2 separate regions of the Sus scrofa genome follow, and region 2 is linked to region 1. Evidence: chromatin contacts called from public HiChIP or PLAC-seq data. All regions are on one chromosome and are shown on one strand. Each heading gives the region's core, a stretch centred on a gene start, on an enhancer-like site or on the middle of the called end of the contact. The rest is flanking DNA. Distances are from core to core; before and after follow the strand shown.

Region 1 (6,707 bases), core at 3,786-6,285:
GCAGCAGGTCCAGGAAGAGGTTAGAGCAGACAGATAGGCAACTAAGTTCAATTCAAAGCAGGAGAGGAGAAATGCAGCAGAATCCTGCCCATGGATGAAAGCACACAAGAAAAATATTCGATTCAGTATTTCCAGGAGGCCTTTGGGAGATGCAAAAATACATGAGGCCCACTCCCTACTCTCTGAGAGCTCAGAGTCCAAAAGAGACAGACCTGAATGCCCAAAATGCATTCACTGATTAAAAAAAAAAAAACTGGCTCAGCGGTAAGGAATCTGACTAGTATCCACGAGGACACAGGTTCAATCCCTGGCATCAGTGGGTTAAGGATTCAGTGTTGCCATGACCTGTGGTGTAGGTTACACATGTGGCTCAGATCTGGTATTGCTGTGGCTGTGGTGTAGGCTGGCAGCTGTAGCTCCGATTTGACCCCTAGCCTGGGAACCTCCATATGCCATGGGTGCAGCCCTAAAAAGACAAAAAAAAAAAAGTTCTGCAACTGGATGGTCGTGACTGCTGCATACTGTGAATAAACTTGGTGTCACTGAACTGTACATTTTAATATGATAAATATCACATGTATCTTAACACAAAAAAAGAGAAAAGTGCACCCTACATTCTGACAGGATCAGAATGCACTTCAGAAAGGTAACTCTGGGAGTTCCTACCGTGGCTCAGCAGGTTAACAACCTGACTAGTATCCATGAGGATGTGGGTTAAGGACTGGGCACTGCCGTGAGCTATGGTGTAGGTCGCAGACAAAGCTCAGATCCCGTGCTGCTGTGGATGTGGCATAGGCTGGCAGCTGTAGCTCCGATTTGACATCTAGCCACCCCCCATATGCCGCAGGTTAGGTCCTAAAAAGAAAAAAGAAAAAAAAAAAAAAGAAGCCCTTCATCTCAAACAGCTGGACTAGCTGGCTGGCTGCTGAGATTCATAATCCCCACACCTTAACAGCATTGTATTGGGTTCTCAAACTGCTTTCTGATCAGCAATGTCCTTTGATCTCACAGGAAGTCCCCCCTCCCCAGATCTGAGCCGCAGCTGCAACAATGCAGGATCCTCCAATCCACTGGGCCAGGCCAGGGATTGAACCTTTGTCCTGGAGCTACAGAGTTGCTGCCAATCCCACTGTGCCACAGCAGGAGCTCCTACAAGAAGTATTTTAACAAGACCCACTTTATAGAAGAGATCACATGACTGGTTAAATAAAATGAAGTTATAAAAAATTTTTAAACACAAAAGGATATTCAAGGTGTATTAAGTGAAAAAAGTAGGTCTATAAAAGATTACGTATGGTGTGATTCCATTTTTGTAAAGAAGAAAAATAATGGGGAAGACAGACAAGAGAGATGAGGTCGGTATCAACCAAATGGCTGGGGAATCAGACTGTAGGGTGATTTTTATTTCTAGCTTTTGCTTATCCATATTTTTCCTAAATTTTGGATACAGACAACTTTTATAAAGAGAAAAAAAGGTAACCTGGAAAAAGCAATTTACCACTTCTGACTTCCGCAACTTTTTTTTTGGCTTTTTAGGGCCATACCTGTGGCATATGAGGTTCCCAGCCTGGGGGTCCAATCAGAGCTAGAGCTGCCGGCCTACGACACAGCCACAGCAACAGCAACACAGGATCTGAGCCGTGTCTGCAACCTACACCACAGCTCATGGTGATGCTGGATCCTTAACCCACTGAGCAGGGCCGGGGATCGAACCCGAATCCTCATGGATCCTAGTTGGGTTCATTACTTCTCAGCCACTAAGGGAACTCCTCCTGCAACAGTCTTACAATTTAATAAAGAATCTCCTTCAGAATTTCCCTCGTGGCACAATGCGTTAAGGATTCAGCATTCTTGTCACTGTGGTGCAGGCCAGAAGCACACTGTGGGCTAGATGCCTGCTCCAGGAACTTCCACACGCCACAGGTGTGGCCAAAAAAAAAAAAACCCCAAAAAAACTCCTTCAGGGAGTTCCCCTTGTGGCTCGGTGGAAACAAATCCTACTAATATCCATAAGGATGCAGGTTCGATCCCTGGCCTCGCTCAATGGGTTAAGGATCCAGAGTTGCTGAGCTGTGGTGGAGGTTGCAGACGCAGCTCGGATCCCATGTTGCTATAGCTGTGGTGTAGGACACCAGCTGCAGCTCCAATTCGACCCCTAGCCTGGGAACTTTCATATGCTGCAGGTATGGCCCCAAAAAGGAAAAAAACAACAACAACAAAAAAAACCTCCTTTAATAAGACAGAAGAGACTAATGGAAGTGAACCACCTCAGAGATGAAAACCTTTACACCTCAGGTATTAGAATTAGTTCTTCAAACCCTCACAGGTTAAAACTATAGCAGCTACAAGAAAATCAACAAACCAATCTCTTTGTTTAAAAAAAAAAAAAGGTAAAAGTTAGACTGAGACACTGGTTCACAACCTGGAGTCTTTTAAAGTCTAAATCTTTGGCAAGCAAGAGCTATTTCAAGAATTTTTTTTTTTAAGTCAGTGAATGTTAATTACACACTTACCTTCGATAAGGATGGGTAGCTATAACTAAAGTATCCACTCCCTTTGCTTTTTTTTTTTTTTGTCTTTTTGCCATTTCTAGGGGCGCTCCCACAGCATATGGAGGTTCCCAGGCTAGGGGTTGAATCAGAGCTGTAGCTGTCAGCCTACACCACAGCCACAGCAACTCGGGATCCAAGCCGAGTCTGCAACCTACACCATAGCTCATGGCAACGCCGGATCCTTAACCCACTGAGCAAGGCCAGGGATTGAACCTGCAACCTCATGGTTCCTAGTCGGATTCGTTAACCACCCAGCAACGACAGGAATTCCCACTCCTTATGCTTTTAACCAGAACCATTCCTATGCAGCAGAGTAACGTGGGAAGTACTCTGAAGCTAGATCAAATCTGGTTTGAGAACTGCGAAATGTTGGCTTGAGGCAAATCCTCAAGAGTAGGACTTCAGGAGTTCCCACAGTAGCACAGTGCACTAAGGTTCCAACTGCAGGGAGTTCTCTTCATGGCTCAGTAGTAACGAACCCACTCCACTAGTAACCATGAGGACGAGGGTTCAATCGATGGCCTTGCTCAGTGGGTTAAGGACCCGGTATTGCCGTGAGCTGTGGTGTAGGTCACAGACGCGGCTCTGATCCCGAGTTGCTGCGGCTGTGGTGTAGGCCAGCAGCTGCAGCTCCTATTCGATCCCTAGCCTAGCAACTTCCATCTGCCACAGGTGCAGCCCTAAAACACAATCTGAATGCAGCAGCTCCAATTGCTTCGAGGGGGTTAAAGGATCTAGTGATGCTGCAGCTGCCGCTCAGATTCAATCCCTGATGAGGGAACTTCCTTATGCCATGGGTTCAGCCATGAAAAAAAAAAGAAAAAAGAGAGTAGACTTCGTGGAAATGTCACTGGCGTTGCTGAGGATGTAGGCTCTGCAGGTTCAAACACCTGTGTGGCAAGTGAACCCTGTTTCCTCTTCTGGGAAATATGCAGCCCCCCTGTAACGCTCATTTTTACTGAGGAAAAGCCAACATCCTTACAATGATCTGCAAGGTCCTACACCTGACCTGCCTCTCCTTACCCTCTCTGACCTCACCTGGGGCCATTCTCCTTCCTCTCCAGCCCCATCCGCCTCCTCACGCATCAGATGTGCTCCAACCCCAGGGCCTTTGCACCTGAAGTTGGCTCTGCCTGGAGGGTTCTAACTCAGGTATCCACTTGGCTAAATCTCTCGCTCCTCCAAATTGTTGTTGAAACATCACCCTCTCAGGGAGGCCCGCCCTGCAGCCCACCCTCAAATCCCCAACCCGGTCTTTCTAATCCCGCACCCTTTTCCCTTTGTCCATGGCACTACTGCCTCTAACACACGCTGCAATTTATTTATAACGGACATTGTTTATTTTCTGTCCCCTGCAAAACTACGGCTCCAGGACGGAGCTCCAGCACTGTCGACTGATGAATCATCAGCGCCAGAACAAGTCTCTCCACACCTACAAAACCTACACCCAGACCCCTCAGAAGCCCTGCCCTCATCTCAGACAATCTCGTCTGTGTGCTTTGGGTCCAACTACGTACTCGAAAGCCGGCGTATCTCGACCTTAAGATGCAGCTCGGGCATTTTACTAAGTGAAAGTCAGTCTGAAATGCCTAAAAACTGCAGTTCACACAAAGACCTCCACAAAGTGGGGTCTTTAGAGGTTTTTAAAGAAAAACCCTTTCTGTTGGTAGTCAAAGACTGGGGAAATTGGGACAGAGCATCCCAAGAGTTAGTTTCTGTGCATTAAAATGTAAAAATTAAACGGTGGGACCCGAGAACCTGGCCTGGTGGCCGCGCGCCATCCCTCACCCTCCCGCCCGCGTCCCCCCGAGCGGAGCCCGCGCCCTCACCGTCTCCCCGCGGATGCCCTGGACGGTCCTCCACTGCGAAGGCACCGACGCTACGCCCAGGGTCTCGTCCTGCAGCGGCCCGGGCCGCTCGGGCCCCTCGGGACTCGCAATCCCGCGGGTCGCCAGCGCCTCAGCACCCGCCCTTCCCGCCGGGAAGAGTTGCCCTCTCAGCGCGCAGGTTGCCATGGAGACGGCCCCGCCTCCTTACGCCGGCGCACTCCGCCGCGACCTTCGTCCCTGCGCCTCCAGAGCGGAAGACTGAGGAGATGAGGCTATCGGCGCCATTTTTGAATTTGTCAGAGCGCCTCCTTCCAAGACCCGAGAAGAAAAGATAAATGACTCTTTTCCGACGATGCGACAAGCAGTACTACTTTTGCATTCTCCAACTCCAGAGGGAGCACGCTTAGGGCATGCGCAGCTGCTCTGGAGAAGGGGGACGGGAAGTGCGGATGCAGGGCGCAAGTGCCAGCTTCAAAGATGGCGCTGGGCGGCCAGGCGCAGAGACGAGGGCGGGAGTCTGCGGCCGCGGCGGGCTGGAGAGTTGCGGACTTAGAGGTGCAGTGCTGGCAGTGCAGCCGGATGCTCCAGCAGAGCCCTACGACCCCATGGCTCCAGTTGGCGGCCACCTCAAAGCCAAGTGGTCTCCCTCTTACCATTTTCTGCCTCAATAAAATGGCGATTTTAAATGTCCACATGTAGATCCAGAGTGTGGTTGCGTAGTTGAAAGGCCCAGATGAGGTCGGATATAGAAAAATGCTTAAGCCAAAATTAAAGACCCGAACAACTACCCCATTATTGAGTGTTTATCATGTAGCAGGTCGAGTCCACAGTTTTCTGTATGTTGATCCTAATAACTCCTCAAACTAACTCTATGAAGAATCAGCTGTTACATGTCCCATGAGGGTGGTTGATGGTCAGAAAAGTAACTGCTCCAGATCAGCTACATCGTATTTGCCCAAGATCTCGGGGGCAGCTGCTTGGCCCAAGGCCCTATTCTGAGACTCCTAGCAAGAGTCCTCCGGCCAGGTCCTCTGGGCCACTTTCCTCCTATCCCTAAACTCTCAGAGGGTTGTAAATCTGCCCAATCAGAGGCCCCTCTGCACCACTTCAGCACTGAGTTCTCATCAGGACCTTTTTCCAGCCAAGGCCTTGAGGACTGATTAGATTAGGGATGGGGGGGCAGTGGGAGAGGAGGCATGGAACGCAACAGGAATTTCTTCCTAAAAATAAAATGGAACCAGATAGAATTCTCCTTGTGAGGCCCTCTTAACAGAAAAATTTGCAAACACCACCAAGAATTCCAAAAATCATACTCAGAAAAGAAGTTCAAGGCTGTAGGAGTCAGAATGCCTGGATTTGAAGCCTGACCAGTGCTTTGTCCCTTTAATAGACTTGGTACCTCTTTGGGCCTTGGTTTCCTAGACATAAAATGAGACTGCAAAAGGCTAAGGCCAGTAGGACCTGCTTTACCTGATAAAGGAAGGAGAATATTTCAAGAAGAGAAGGATAGTCCCAGGTATTCAGTGCCCCAAACAATTTCAGTAGAGTTGTGGGAACAAAAGCCAGCCTGCAGAGGGTTTAGGAGGAAGTAGAGAAAGTAATGGATATTATTAGGAAGCTCAACACAGGAAGTAAGTATGAGTGAAAATAGGCAAAATCTAACAAACTGGACTGTAATTTGACATTAAAGTGAGCCTCCTCTTTAATCTAGAAATCTTACTTCTGGGAATTTTTCCTGAATCAACAATAACAGCTTCAGGAGTTCCCATCATGGCACAGTGGTTAATGAATCCAACTAGGAACCATGAGGTTGTGGGTTCGAGCCCTGGCCTTGCTCAGTGGGTGAAGGATCTGGTGTTATCATTAGCTGTGGTGTGGGTTGCAGACACGGCTCAGATCCGGCGTTGCTGTGGCTCTGGTGTAGGCCAGTGGCTACAGCTCCAATTAGACCCCTAGCCTGGGAACCTCCATGTGCCACAGGAACAGCCCTAGAAAAGGCAAAAAGACAAAAAATAATAATAGTAATAATAAAATAAAAACAATTACAGATTTGCACAGACATTGAGACCCAAGGATATTCAGCAATTATTCATTTACAGTAGTATTACTATGATAACAGCAAGATTCTGCAGTCAGCCTAAATTTCTAAGCAAAGTCATGGCACACAACAGGTGTTCACTAAATATTTGAGAAAGAATGGACACTGAGCCTTTGGTTGAGTTTTTCTAATACATGGTATTAGAATCTCAGGTGGCCATTAAGAGTGTTGTTACACTGCTCTTTAAATGTGGCAAAATGTTTGCAGCATAGTAAAGCTTTTATAAAA
Region 2 (7,104 bases), core at 479-2,978, 180 kb after region 1:
CTGTGGGTTAAGGATCCGGCATGGCCGTGAGTTGTGGCGTAAGTTGCAGAGGTGGCTGGGATCTGGCATGGCTGTGGCTGTGGTTAGGCTGGCAGCTGCAGCTCTGATTCAACCCCTAGCCTGGGAACCTCCATATGCTGCAAGAGTGCTCCCCCCTCCCCGCAAAAAAAGAAGTTCCCAGGCCAGGGATCAAACCCAAGCCACAGCAGTAACCAGAGCCACAGGAATGATAACACCAGATCCTTAACCTGCTGTGTCACCAGAGAGCTCCTGGGCAACTTTAAAAAAAATTGAAGTATAGTTGATTTACAATGTTGTGGTGGGCAACTTTCTTCACTTCTCTGCACTTACTGATCTGTAAAATGGGGCTAATTGGCATGTAAAGCAGGCCAGGTGGGAGCACTCAGCGTCAGTCATTGTAGTTAGTTCTACAGGAGGGGACATGGAGGCTCTGGGAGGTATGTGCCTGGTCCAGAGTCTCAAGGCTGGAAGAAGCAAGTCTTGGGCTCCAGATTGGGTTCTGGGCTCCAAAGCGCGCTTCTCTTCATTCTACACTATGGTTGTCTCCTGACCATTCCAGCCAATAAACAGTTACTGGATTCTGCTGTGTGTCAGGTTCCAAGTGAATTGTGTGGTTGATAACAAAACAAAAACAAACAAACAAACAAAAAGGCTTCTCAAGAGGGGGATAAGCAAGAATGATGGCATTAGTGTAAACTCCTCCAGGGCTCAAATTCCAGCTTTTTCATTTCCTGGCTATGCGACATTACTAAGGTCCCTAATTTCTCAGCCTGGTTCCTCCCGTAATGGGGAAATACAAGACCTTCCAGCAGGAGAGCTGAAAGCACGCACCTGTCAGCCCTAGATAAACCAGAACCGGTCATTATTCTCATCTTCCCACTTTATTTTTAACCAACCTGTGCACTCGGTAGTAAATTCTTCCCCCATGTCCAGATCCCCAGGATCCCGGTTCTCCTGTTCGAGGCCACCCCAGTGAACAACTTCTCTCGCATTTATTTGACAAGGCGGCTGGTTCACACACCCGCAGACACCCGTACCCCTCCCCACAACACGTTCTTTCAAAACAATCGGTAGTATGATTAACGCTGTTCTTTTCGCTCCTTCCTTTTCCCATCTAAGTTATCTTGGAAGTCGTCCCATATTAGTGCGTATTGAACATTTTTCTTTTTAGTGGAGGCACTGTCTTTCAATGTACGGATTCTGTCTTAACGTGGTTGCCGTTACTATTATCAATCTGGATACTCCGAGGGCTCGGGATCCATAGAGCTGGAGTCCGGCACCCCGTTCCAGACCCGGCTCTGCTCAGATTTCGTCCAGTTGCATTGGGTTCTCTCTTCCCCACCGACTGCTGGGGGTGGGGGAGTGGGGGATGGGGGTGCAGAGAGGATCAGCCCGGAAGGTCCCTGTGTCCGAGTGCGGGTCAGCGAGAAGCGCGCGCAACGGCTCCCGGCTGGGTCAACCTTTCAGCGCAAACGAAGCGAGGGGTCTGGCACAATCGAGCTCGGAACCAGTTACCAGGCCCTCCCGCCACGCCACCTGACTTCGGGGCAGCAACGCTCAGGCAGCAGCTACTCACCCCCGCCTCGGCCGCTTCACCCTTCGTCCCCAAGCCGGCAAGGTTACAGCAGTCCCTGTCCCTTTAAGGGGGCCGAACCCCGGCTCCGCTACTTCCGCCCCAAAGCAACATGGCGCCAGCAGGGAGAGGAGGAGGAGGTGAAGGCTTGGAGACTGCGCCCCTCAAAAAGATGGCAACACCCTGGCCGCCGCGTTCGCGCCCGACGGTGACGTCACTTCCGGGGCGGAGGAGGCTGAGTGGTGCAGTGAGGGACAAACAAAAGGAGGCGCCGGAGGGGCGCTGCAGCCGGCGGCGGGACGGCGAGGCGGGGGCTCGGAGCTGCCGGCTGGGCGGCCGGGCGCGGCGGGCTCAGGTAAGAGAGTGGGGAGGGGAAGGGGGCACGAGCTGTCACCTCTCGAAATCCACTCCTATACGTCCCCGGCCAGCTGTCCGGCCCCGGGCGCCCTGGACAGGTCGGGTTCTGCCCGCCGGGGCCGGCTCCCTGGAGGCCTCCTGCCGCAGCTCAGTTCGGCCTTCCTCCGGGTTCCCCATCCCCGGGGTCGCTGGGGCCCCCACCCTCTCCGCGGTGCCGCGGCGCGCGAGCCCCCTCCCAGGCACCCCAGTGCCTCCTTGCGCTCTACATACCGGGAGTTTCCGCCTCGGCTCCCCCAGGTCCCCTTGTCATCCCCTGGGTTCCCCCAGATCCTCACCCCTCCACACACACATACCCCCTTCCTAGAGGTTCCACCTCTGGGATCTCTTCTTGGTAGTTTTTTTTTTTTTTTTCGTTTTCAAAAAAGCCCCTTCTCCTGGGCTTCTGACACCCCCCTCTTTCCTGGACCCCTCCCTCTCCTTGATCCGGCGGGAACTGTGCCCTGATCTGGGGCAGATCCCTGGCTAGGTTCTTGGGGGCTCTCTGGACTGAGATTCCTGGGAAACCTGGTCCAGGGTCCGAGGCTCTGGACCCTACAGATGTCCTGTGCATCCAGATGGGCGGGAGAGCCAGGTCTGATGAGGTCCAGGCTGGAGGTCCAGCAAAGTTGGCTCCCAAGGTGAAGGAGCTGAGCTGCCGGCATTTGAGGTTCATGATGATTCTGCTCCTTTTGTAGACTGCTTCTTTCCCCTGGTCTGGACTGGAGTGAACCAAGATTGAGCTGGTTCTTAGCTGATGCAACTGCTGCCTTTTTTGGGAAGAAGGAGTGGTGGTTGGGGGGTGTCTGGCAACCTCCTCCTGCTGGAGATTTGGCTGGAGAGGGGGGCAGCCCTTGGTGACCACACTCCTCCTTGATGGAGGCTTCCCTACCCCCCAGGAACCTTTTGAGGATGAAGAGGGAGAGAGCTTGATGAGGGAAGGGGAATTTGGATCTCAACTACAGAGGAAGGCTGGGACAGCTGAAAAGCTCCCAAAGGCCTCTCCCACCTTTTCCATTACGAGTGCTTTTTACCCCTGCCAAACTGTATCCTGCCCTCTGAGCAGACCGTCTGGCAGACAGACAGACTGGAGGCAGGAGGAGGAGGTCCGATGCTGTGATCCTTCCTGTGGAGGGACGGGGCAGTGGGAGTTTGTTCAGAGGAACTGGGCAGTGCCTGTGGCCCAGTCACACTGGCATTGCTTCCATGAAGGTCACGTTTTCTTCTGGCTCACAAGGGGAGGGAAGGACAGCTGACTGGTGCCAGAGGACTGGCTTTTGGAGAGGTGCTGGGGTAGGAATACTGACCGCTGCCTCCCTGTCTCCCAGTTTTAGCCATTCTTTGGGGTTAGCTTGAATGCCCCTCGCCTTCCAGGGGCTGTGGGCCACAGAGCAAGGGCCCGAGAAATGTTCATGACTTCCCCCAGATGCTCCATCCCCGGGACACACCTACTAGGAAGCCGTTTCCTCTGCACACTTTCAGTGGCCTTTCTGGACTGGGGTGGGGGTGGGGCGTGGGGTGGACTGCCCCTGTAGGTCAGGACTCAGGTCAGAACTCGGCCGGACCTTGGGTTGCTGCCTGGCTTGGTCTGGACCTCGCCTCTAGGAGGTGGAGGAAAAGAATCAGCCTGGTTCCTGACGCCCTCTCCCGAGAGTGGAGGTGATGGATTTTTCCAGGCTGATGGTCTGAGACCTCGTGGGGCGTCAGCTAGATTGGAGGTGGGGCCCTAAAGCCCAGCACAGCATCGTTCTGTCCCTTGACTCATTCATTCATTCCCTCAGCCATCCTTTGGTAAGGGCCTGGCCTGGGCCGGCAGTGGTACTAGGAGAACAGAGTCACTGGCCACGGTCTGGGAGGAGAGGCAGGCAGGAGAACGTTGATACAGCGGCCGGCATAACACTAGCAATGTTCCAGAGGCAGCCAGAGGACGAGGACTTAGCTGGGGTGAATACATAGGGGGAGGTCAGCTAGTGTTTCCTGCAAGAGGAAGGGTTAGGAGACTCCTCTGCCAGGGAGTCTAGAGGCCTGAGTTCTGGGCCCGCCTCTGTCCCGGACAAGTGACAGGACCTCTCAGCCTCCGGGTTGTGGGGGCGGGGGGGATCCCACTCCTTGCTGAGGGGGGTGGAGGTGGAGGCCGGCTCCCCTGGCTTCTGTTCCTCTATAGCCCCTGGCGCTTCACTGCCTAGCTGTCATCACCCTGTGCAGTATTGCCCCGTTGTTGACTGGCTCCCTGTGAGGCTGGGGACCGTCTCCTGCCTCTTTCCCCCAGCCTAGTGTCCACCATCAAGTAGCTGTGATACCTGCTCAGTGGTGTCAATGGCTGGAAGGCTCCACAGTCCCTTTGTGCAGCCGTGTCCATTCCCCCCCCAACCCCTTGCTCCCTTCCCGCTAATGCCTCCTTATCCTTTGGCCTTCCCTGCCTGATGGCTGGGTCATGCTTCCAGTTCCTGGCTGGTTTGGGCTGCCCCAGCCTGTAGTCCGATTGCACCTCTCTCTCTCCTACCCAGCTTGTCTTGTTCACTCTTGTGGACCGTTCTGAGCAGACTGCCTGGCATGTAGTAGGTGCTCACTAAATGCTTCTTAACTACAGGTGATGGCTGGCTTTTGTGTTTGCGTGGACGTTGTATGTCTGGGCCGGGGCCATGTCTCTGCCCGGATCCAGCTCACCCCGCTGTAGCTGACCTCTCCCCACTTCCGCCTCCAGTCCCAGATCTGGCCAGGCTGGACCGCTCAGCGCTCTCTAGATGTCCTCTTCTCTCCCCTCCAGGCAAACATGTGCCGTTCCTTCTGCCTGGAATGCTCTTTCTCAGCTCCCGCTCTTCCCCAGGAGTCAGCTCAGGCAGCGCCCGACCCTGCTAGCCTGGGCCTAGTGCTTCTGCTTTGTGCCATAGGGTCGGGGCTGCCCCAGCAGGGTCCCGGATGCTCAAGAGCCAGTTGTGACTGTTGATTTGGCATCTCCGCATAGACCGATCCCCTCTCGTCTGTGGCACAGCGCAGCCTGGCACCGAGCAGGCACTCAGACCATGGGTGGCACACACCTCTGCTGACAGCAGCTCTTGGTTCCTCGTAGGGAGGCAGCTTCCATGGAGCGGAAGGAATGCCAGGCCCCTGCCCCGACAGACGTGGGCCAGCCTCAGCGCCGACAGCCGACACGCAGATAGCAGAGCCATCCGCAGGGTAAGGACTGGCCAGCCGCGGCCTCCGGGCAGGTGCCTTCCCCAGCCCAGAGGGCGAAGAGCAGCGTATCTCTCCCTGCAGCCCTTTGCCCTCCTCTGTGTAAGTCAGGGCTTCTAGGGCAGAGGTGGCAGAGACAGAATTCTTCTGTCTTCTCTCGACTCAGGGGCCAGCTGAGGAGCACATGGCTGTCCTCCTCTCGAGGCCGGTGTGAACATGCATCACGGACTCCTGGGTTGTGTCCGTCCGGGTGGTTGTTAATGCTGTCTTGTGACCACGTTTCCCAAGGCATGTTCCGTGGAACAGCCAGTTTCTGTGGTCCCAGAGATCAGGTGACTCTGGGCACAGTGGCTTGTCTTGGTCTGCGCTGCAGGCCTTCTCAGAGCCTTGAAGGATGTCGAGAGGGAGCCAGCAAGTCGTGTCTCCCCACACTTATTTGGCCATGTGGCATCTTTGGGGACGGGGGCTTCCTCGGCCAACTCTGGAAAACGGTTCCCAAAGGCAGGAGTGTGCCCCATTAGGACCCAGACTTTGTCGTCAGGCCTAGGCTTGAGTCCCAGTTGTCACGTGCTCGACAAGTGACTGTGAGCCAGTCCCTGCACCTCTCTGAGCCTCGGCTTCCTCATCTCTGAAAAGAGGATGAGAGCAGCCCCCTGCCTCCCTCTGGGGTGTTTTGAAGGTTAACTGTGTTGACACCAGGAAGGTAGCACAGAGTGTCCCAGAAGGCGCTCCCTAGTTGTAGCGGGTGTGTGTAGACTGCTTTACAGTTTGTGAAAGCGCCCTTCTCTGTGACCCCTTGGGTTATTGGAGGACGCTCAGGCAGCGGCCTCGATCTCCTGTTTACAGACGTGGAAACGGAGGCTCCGAGGGAGGAAGCAGCTCTCCCAAACTCATCAGGAAGGAAGACAGCGATGTGGGACTTGAACCAGACCCTGGAACCCTGGGCTGGGGGCCGGGGGCATCCACTTCCCTGGCCCTCCCCAGCCTGGATTTTAGAGGAAATAGTCTCCTCTTTTTTTGGGGGGGGTAATTGCCAACAATTCCCTGGGCATTTTATGTTACCGTGATGTTTTGCTTTTAAAGTCACGTGGGAAGCCCAAGCCTCGGACCGCATCTCCAGAGATGTGAGTGCGCAGCGGGGGTTTGTCCCACGTGTATCACCACCCTTTGCTCATTTTCCTAAAATCTAGTCCTGGTGGAGCTGCTGCGTCTCACCTTGCTCCCGTTCATTTAATGGTCCGCCCTGGCCTCTTTCCGAGGTAAGGGTAAAGCCGTGGGAGAGTCCCTGCCTGAAGGGGCCCTGCCTCCTCACTGTTCTGGGGCTTTCGAGCTGTTTGCCGGGCAGTTACAGCAGCGGGGGTGGGGGTGGGGGTGGGAAACGCCTGGGGTGTGATCGAGTTGACTCCCCTGTTTATTGGGACAAGGTCAGCCAACGCCAGGCCTGCCCTGTAGGAGTTTCCTGTTGGTTTGGAGGAACTTTCCCCCCACCCCCCGCCCCGGCCGGCCGCCGAGGTCTCTCTGGCCAGCCATGAGCAGGAAGCATCAGGTCCTACTTATCTGAGATCAGAATTCCTCCTCCGTGCCAGGGAGGAGCGGCAGGGGTCGGCCTGAGAGGCTTTGGCCTCCAGCTTTGCGCCCTCCTCTGTCTGCCTGGAGCAGGGCCGCTTGCTTGACTTGGCCTGAGCCTGGCGCCGACTCGCCTGACCCCGGCCGTCCTGGAGCAAGGCTCGGTCTTGCTTCCCTCCGGACGTTTCCCTCGGGTTTTAGCCTTGAGCGTGGACAGGCGAGTTGAAGGCAGGGGTTGCCCCGTGACCCAGGTCTAAAGGTGCTCCGCTGGGGCTGGACAGCCTCAGGATGGGTCTGGGCAGGAGGGACCGCTGGCCTGGCAGCCGGGACTGCCCTGGGGGAAGCGAGGTCTGTGCAGAGATGTGTCCCTCGGCTGG

The links. HiChIP or PLAC-seq counts read pairs in DNA pulled down with a chosen protein or histone mark.
Region 2: a contact with region 1 is called in an H3K27ac HiChIP or PLAC-seq map of alveolar macrophages. The contact joins the promoter of KYAT1 here to the promoter of WDR34 in region 1. A contact is called at or near these places in 4 of 47 Hi-C or Micro-C datasets (heart right ventricle, liver, mesenteric adipose tissue and 1 more) and 2 of 2 datasets of contacts at active chromatin or transcription factors (alveolar macrophages and skeletal muscle).

What each region holds. Positions count from the first base shown.
Region 1 is chr1:269,025,943-269,032,649 of Sscrofa11.1, forward strand. WDR34 (WD repeat-containing protein 34) reads right to left here and starts at 5,036. Exons shown (of 9, transcript XM_005660487.3): 1 at 4,382-5,036. The coding sequence starts at 4,567.
Region 2 is chr1:269,207,825-269,214,928 of Sscrofa11.1, forward strand. It overlaps KYAT1 (kynurenine--oxoglutarate transaminase 1), which reads right to left and starts at 1,729. Exons shown (of 13, transcript XR_002337758.1): 1 at 1,598-1,729. It overlaps LRRC8A (volume-regulated anion channel subunit LRRC8A), which reads left to right and starts at 1,836. Exons shown (of 4, transcript XM_001928850.6): 1 at 1,836-1,949; 2 at 5,058-5,164.